Regions from separate parts of the Mus musculus genome. Here region 2 is linked to region 1. Evidence: chromatin contacts called from public Hi-C data. All regions are on one chromosome and are shown on one strand. Each heading gives the region's core, a stretch centred on a gene start, on an enhancer-like site or on the middle of the called end of the contact. The rest is flanking DNA. Distances are from core to core; before and after follow the strand shown.

Region 1 (3,201 bases), core at 92-2,591:
TAACTGGAAATCTGCCTGCCTCTGCCTCCCAAGTGCTGGGATTAAAGGCGTGCATCACCACCGCAAATACTAGTTTTATAAATGACATAAAAGGAAGAACGCTAATAAAAATGGGCTGGTACCTAATTTATAGCATGTAGACAGTGATACATTCTTGTTATAATTTTATCATGATGTATGCAGGTATTCAGACTCTTAAAAGAGTTGCCATGTCTAAATCCCAGAGCAAATCATCTTTCCTAGCAAACTACCATTCCATCCTTCTACAATGTCTGGATATGCTAACAACATATTCTTGGTTCTGTAGTCTATAGAGAAGTCAGGTTCTGTCTCCAATGTTTACAGCCTAAAATTTACATTTTAATGTAAATTAAGAATGACAACCTTTTCTTAAACTAAACTCACTTAAATTCTGAAATATCTTTGTTACTGATTTAATGAAATGACTGTTTAGAACTGAATTTGTGGTATTTTAGTATTTTAGCTGGAAAAATTAAAGAACAATAACTGAGTGTTGGTTTTTCTAATTAATTTGAACCACAGTACTCCTAGGCACTACCTGTCCATTTCCTTGGTGTGGTAGTTTTGTAGATCACGTGGTACCTAAAAATTAAACAGAACCTTGTCTGAAACACAGATTCTAACTAACATGTATTTTCTTTGCCATCATTCGGGGCCTATGTAGGTTGAGATCCTTAGGAAAAAATAGCAATGTGCTTCACATAAACGTATGTATCCAACCGTCTCCAGATTGTTTGGAAACATCTGAATATTCTGTATCTCAAATAAATAAAACTATAGTTTATAAATTTTAAGAACTGCCCTGAGATGTGACCCAGTAAAGTTTCAACACATAAATTCTCCAGTATTTGGAGTGCTACCTGTTGGAGTCAGAGAGCCTCATGGCAGGTGCAGCCCAATAAAGTTTTGTGTTTCTTAAACATGGGCGTGGTTTCAAATAGGTTTCAAACGCTATAAACGCAATGAGCTCTCCAGCAGTCTCAAAACTCATTTTGTTTCTAGACTGCCATGTAAGTCGCAAAGTATGCACTGGAGGCTGTGCTGGGGAGCAGGGCAAGGCGGGAGTGTTCCCGCAGTGCCCAGGCCCGCGGGGAAGCGGTGGGCACCCGGCACCCAGCAGAGGACAAGGCTTTCCGGGCACGGACACAGGGCTGAGCAGCAGAGCGCTCCCCAGGGGCGTCGTGTGTGAGGCGACCAGCGACCGCAGGCCCAGGGGGCCCGCTCAGCCGCGAGAGACAAGGACACGCCTCAGCTCGGGCCAACTCCCGGCCTCCTCTGGCCTGCCGCCAGCACCGCCTGCCACCTTTCTTCCTCCGCCCGCGACCGAGCGCCCAGCCAGGCCCCAAGTCCGCCCGCGCCCCGCGCGCGGCCCCTCGGGCCACGGACTGGCGGCGCGACCAGACCGGACCGATGTGGCGCATGCGTGGTGGCGCCACCCGGCGCGGGAGCTGCGGCGGGGAAGGCGGCGGGAGCCGCGGCGAGTCGGGCCGCCTGGGCCGGGCCCGTGAGGGCGGCGGTGGCGGTGGCGGCGTGGGCTGGCGAGGCCGCGCGGGCGGGGCCCGGCGACAGCTGGAGGAGCGCTTCGCCGACCTGGCGGCCAGCCACCTGGAGGCCCTGCGCGCGCGGGACGAGCGGGACCGGCAGAACGCGCGGCTGCGCGAGGAGAACGCCCGCCTGAGGCTGGAGAACCGTCGGCTCAGGCGCGAGAACCGCAGCCTCTTCCGCCAGGCTCTGCGGCTGCCGGGCGACAGCGGCGAGCGGGAGGCCGCCGTCGAGACCCTCGCCCCGGACGAGCCCGCCACCAACCGCAAGGCGAGAGGCCATGGCCGTGAGGAGGAGCCGGGCAGCCCCAGGGCGCTGCGGGCCCGGCTAGAGAAGCTGGAGGTCATGTACCGCCGAGCGCTCCTGCAGCTGCACCTAGAGCAGCAGGGCGCGCGCCCGCCGGGAGCCATCGAGGAGCCACCGCTCCAAGAAACTGCCACCGGCCTGTGCGCCCATGATCCGGACGTTCCGAGGCCCTGGCTGTAGTCCGAGGGCACGGAGGGAGGTGGGACCTGCGCGCGCCCCGCCTCCGTAGTACTCCGGGCTCCGCCCCTCTCAGCACGCGGAAGTTTGAAGTCCTGAGCTCCTGAACTCCAGCCCCACCCAAGGGCACTTCCAGGCGCCAAATCCGTTGGCCTGATGGAGAAAGAGAAGCAAGAGTTTCCCAGTTCCCACTTGTGCAAAGCAACTGCCAAGTACACTGCTGGTGTGTTGAGAGGGGTCCAACAACTCTAAGACCTGCTTTAAAGCAGCAAGAACTGGGTGCCTGGTCGCACCTCCTAAATTCTTGAAGTTTTCAAAGTGTTGTGAGGACCAGTTTTTTTGCCACCCCTCCCCCCCCCCCCATCTTTGATGCTTTGAAGGATGAATAGTGTATTTGATTGGTGATGCCTGTTCATTCTACTGTCCAAAAACTCTGCTCTTTTCTCTTATACAACCCACCTTTTAAGTGTGTTTTGTAAATTGCTGACTTGGATAGCCCATGAAGTACTACCTTTTTATAAAGAAAAAAATATTTATAATTGCCCGTCATTCCAATCCACATATGTTTAATATATTCTCGTGTGTTGGCCTCCAGAGATCTTTTTAGAGTATCTTCTGACAGGTGATGATTTGAGCTGATAAATAAACTGGTGCATTGAAATCAAAAATTTCCATGACTGTTATTTGATGTGTTTTGAAGCTTTATAGGTTTCTCTAAGCCTATATATGTTACATATTTTAATATCTGTCTTTGTTTATTTTTTGTAATCTTTTGGATTATACAAAATCTTGACAAAACTCGAGATAGTTTGAAGATTGTTTTATTACTACATTTTAGATGAACATTAATGCTTATTCAGATAGTTCATGATTATTTCGCCTGATTTTTACAACCTTCAGGAAATCTTAAATTCCTTCTATATTATACAAAAATTCCCAGTGAATTATGCATCAGTTGTGTTCTTGTTATTGAAAAACAAAGAATAACAACACATGCTCTAAGCTTGTTTTCTTGAAATATTCATTTGAGACTGAGTAATGCTTGGTAGCTCAGGTTGGGCTGGAACTTAGCCCTCCACCTGCTGCCTACTAAGTGCTAGGATTATGAGCCTATGCCACCATCAACATAATTTGCCTACTAAACAGTAAAGAAAA
Region 2 (2,880 bases), core at 236-2,735, 670 kb before region 1:
GTTTATCAAATGCCATCACTCCTTAACCTATACAATAATTCCACTGTATTATTCCATGGTTAAAACCTTTCAACTCATTTTCTTTGTACTTGAAAATATGCATTTTACCTTTTTCTTAGAGATGGTAAAGAACCTGAGTTTGGAACGGAATAATGGGTTTTTTTTTTCTTTCTTAGAGTTACTCTCAGTAACTAAATGCTTTCTGTAAAAAAATTTTAAAAATCTAATATATAAGATACCAGGGTGACACCATTAGATAATTATAGCATGTTTAAATCTCATGTTTTTTTTTTCTTTTTCATTTTGGTTGTTGCTATGGTCAGCAAATGGACCCTGGAATCCCTTGCAAGCTATACTCACCCATCTGACTGTAGTAGGATACTGTAATAGGCAAATAACAGAGAAAACCAGTGACTTAGTCGATGTGACCACATTAAAATAGAAACAAAGAGGTGTAGTGACACCTCTTCATCTCCCCTCTATCCTCGAAGTCCTGACATGAGGTTTAGTTTTAAGTAGAGTGTAAAAGATATGCACATTTAAACAGTCTTGTCTGTCCATCATTGTCTGGACTTCATATTCTCCTGATGAGTTGCCAGAATTGTGTGAAATTCCTTTCCTAGAGATAAGTTTCTTCTCTGGCTGGTACCAGACTGCAGCCTTTTCCTTCTCTCTGTGTAAGACTACTGGGGACACTCTAATTTCTTGGGAGTCCATTTATCAATAGTTTGAGAGACAAAGGGAGCCACATGGTGTCCCTCCTTAGACTACCCTCGGTACTGCCACGACAGTCACACTCTGAGAAGCATCTGAGTTCTTTAAGCCAAAAAGCAGAGCCTTATTTCTGGGTTTCTTTGTGGGCAAATGTTACCTCAAAGCCTTCCAGATCTTGCAGTCCATGAGCTGCCCTGACCACTCTTGACAGTGAGAGCAGTGTCAAAATTAAAAGTTTTAAAACAAAATGTTAGAAGCTAAATCGTCTTTTAATTGAAAGTATATATATTTTCTTTTAAAAACAGTCTAGAAAGACTGTTTTTGTGTTGAGTTTGTATTATTTAATTGTGTGTGTGTGTGTGTGTGTGTCCTGTTACTCGATTCTCTTTTTCTATTCTGACTGGTTGGGACAGGTGCTGGAATGTTTAGCTAAGAAGGTTACAGCTTCCCATCTGTTTTAATGCCTCTGCACTGATACTACCAGTCCTGCTCTTTTAACAAAGAAGTGCATCACTTTTCCAACAGAGGGCAGTGTTACCTAAAACAATAAGCCCTCACCAAGTCCCAGGATTTGGAAGTGTCCTCTGCGAGGAGTTGAAAGGACACGGGGAAACAATTTCTTTCTTTCATTCCTGGTTTTGTAGCTTTGACCACAGTTGCCATTTTTAAAAAATGAAAACTATATAAAAAAAAACTCTCCTAAGTGTCCCTGACCTCCAAGGAAGAAACTGAGAAAATAAAGGCAGCATGCATAGAGGGTAGGTTCTGGTTATGCTGACCGGAGAATTACAAAACCCTGCCCTTGGCTGCCTCAGCCACCTTCAGCCTGTTATGTGGACGTTTGGCTTTGAGAAAAAGGAAGGGTCCGTGAGGCCGTACCACAGACTACATCAGGTGGTGTTCCTTTTGTGCGTTTTCTGAACATGCTTGGTGCTTCTGGTTTCCTGATGGAAAAGGAGCTTGGCTCCATTTGTAAATTAGGATACACAGTTTGGCATATGTGCCTTTAAACATTAAAGGATGCTCAATTTTCAGCACTGAGTTTTGATATCATCTTCTTAGTCAGGAATACTTGGTTAATGTCAGGAAACACATGTTTGTTAAATGTTTACTTCCTTTCTGGGATTACAACCATACGCAACTTATCCCATGTAATTGTTATGACATGTTTAAGAGGTTGAGAGAGTTCACCTTTTCTTATAGAAGAAGAGGATTGCAAGAAAAGTTGAGCAATATCAAATCAGCTGGCGGCAGAGGTAAGCAGTGAACTCATCTCTCATGTGAGACTCACTCTGTCACTGACTAACAGACTGGCTCTAGGAAACCTTGAATAGATGAGTTATTGTAGTTCAGAATGATAGAAAATGGTATCTCAACATAGTGGATCAGACATAAGTACATACATGGTCAGTGGTTTTCCGTCTTGCCTAATTTGTGTTTGTGTGCATGTGTGTGTATGTGTGTGCACAAAGGTGTGGAGGCCAGAGGATAGCATTGGGTGTTTGGCTTTAGGTGTCATCATCAGCCACAAGTGCATCAAGAACAAGAACAACAATTACAAAAAAGAAAAGTGAAGGAAAAACAAATAAGCAAACCTACTCTCTTATACCAGCTTGGAACTCAACAAATAGGCTGGGCTGGATGGAGTGAGGCCCAGGTATTCACCTGCCTCTATACACCCAGCACTGGGATTATAATGCAAGCCACGACATCTGACTTTTCATAGGAGTTCTAAGGATCACACTCAGGCCTTTATGGTTGTAAGGCAAGCACTTTTCTAACTGAACTATCACTGTGGTTTCTCCTTTCCTTAATCTTTACATTTCTTGCAGTCGTTAAAAATTGGACATTTTAGAACATCTTTTCAGCCTTACCCGAAAAGGCTAATAGCAATCCCCCCCCCCCCCCCCCAGAAAAGACATTTTAAAAGACATTTTAAATCTCTCTCTATATATACCTTTAGCCCTTGTGTTGTTAAAAGTTCAAAATGCCTGCTTATCATTTGGGTTTTCTTGATAGATAAAACAGTAACGAAATGCCTGGAGAAGGGGAAGTTGACCTGAAGGGCAACTTCTGAAAGAACACCATCCAGATCACCACAGAAGTACCCAACCAGAGAGGCAAGAGGGCCTTCCTAAAAGACTGGCTGTTCTTGCAAAAGTCCTA

Evidence for each region. A called contact is a pair of places that touch in the nucleus more often than the background predicts.
Region 2: a Hi-C map of the N1E-115 cell line shows a contact between it and region 1, with 5 times the contacts expected there. The contact joins the enhancer-like site here to the promoter of Tusc1 in region 1. A contact is called at or near these places in 9 of 39 promoter capture datasets (the 3T3-L1 cell line, 3T3-L1-derived adipocytes, the HPC-7 cell line and 5 more), 7 of 484 Hi-C or Micro-C datasets (the N1E-115 cell line, adipose-derived mesenchymal stem cells, cerebellar granule neurons and 3 more) and 2 of 115 datasets of contacts at active chromatin or transcription factors (astrocytes and embryonic limb bud).

Annotation. Positions count from the first base shown.
Region 1 is chr4:93,333,651-93,336,851 of GRCm38.p6, reverse strand. Tusc1 (tumor suppressor candidate 1) reads left to right here and starts at 1,341. Exons shown (of 1, transcript NM_026954.1): 1 at 1,341-2,704. The coding sequence starts at 1,432. The coding sequence ends at 2,049.
Region 2 is chr4:94,005,931-94,008,810 of GRCm38.p6, reverse strand. No RefSeq gene overlaps it. Among named protein-coding and RNA genes, the nearest start is that of Gm32035, 140 kb to the right of the region's middle. Within about 2 kb of position 1,485, at least 14 of the 459 cell types and tissues checked have an H3K27ac peak or open chromatin away from gene starts, as enhancers often do. A contact at or near this core is called in the N1E-115 cell line, where this site is marked.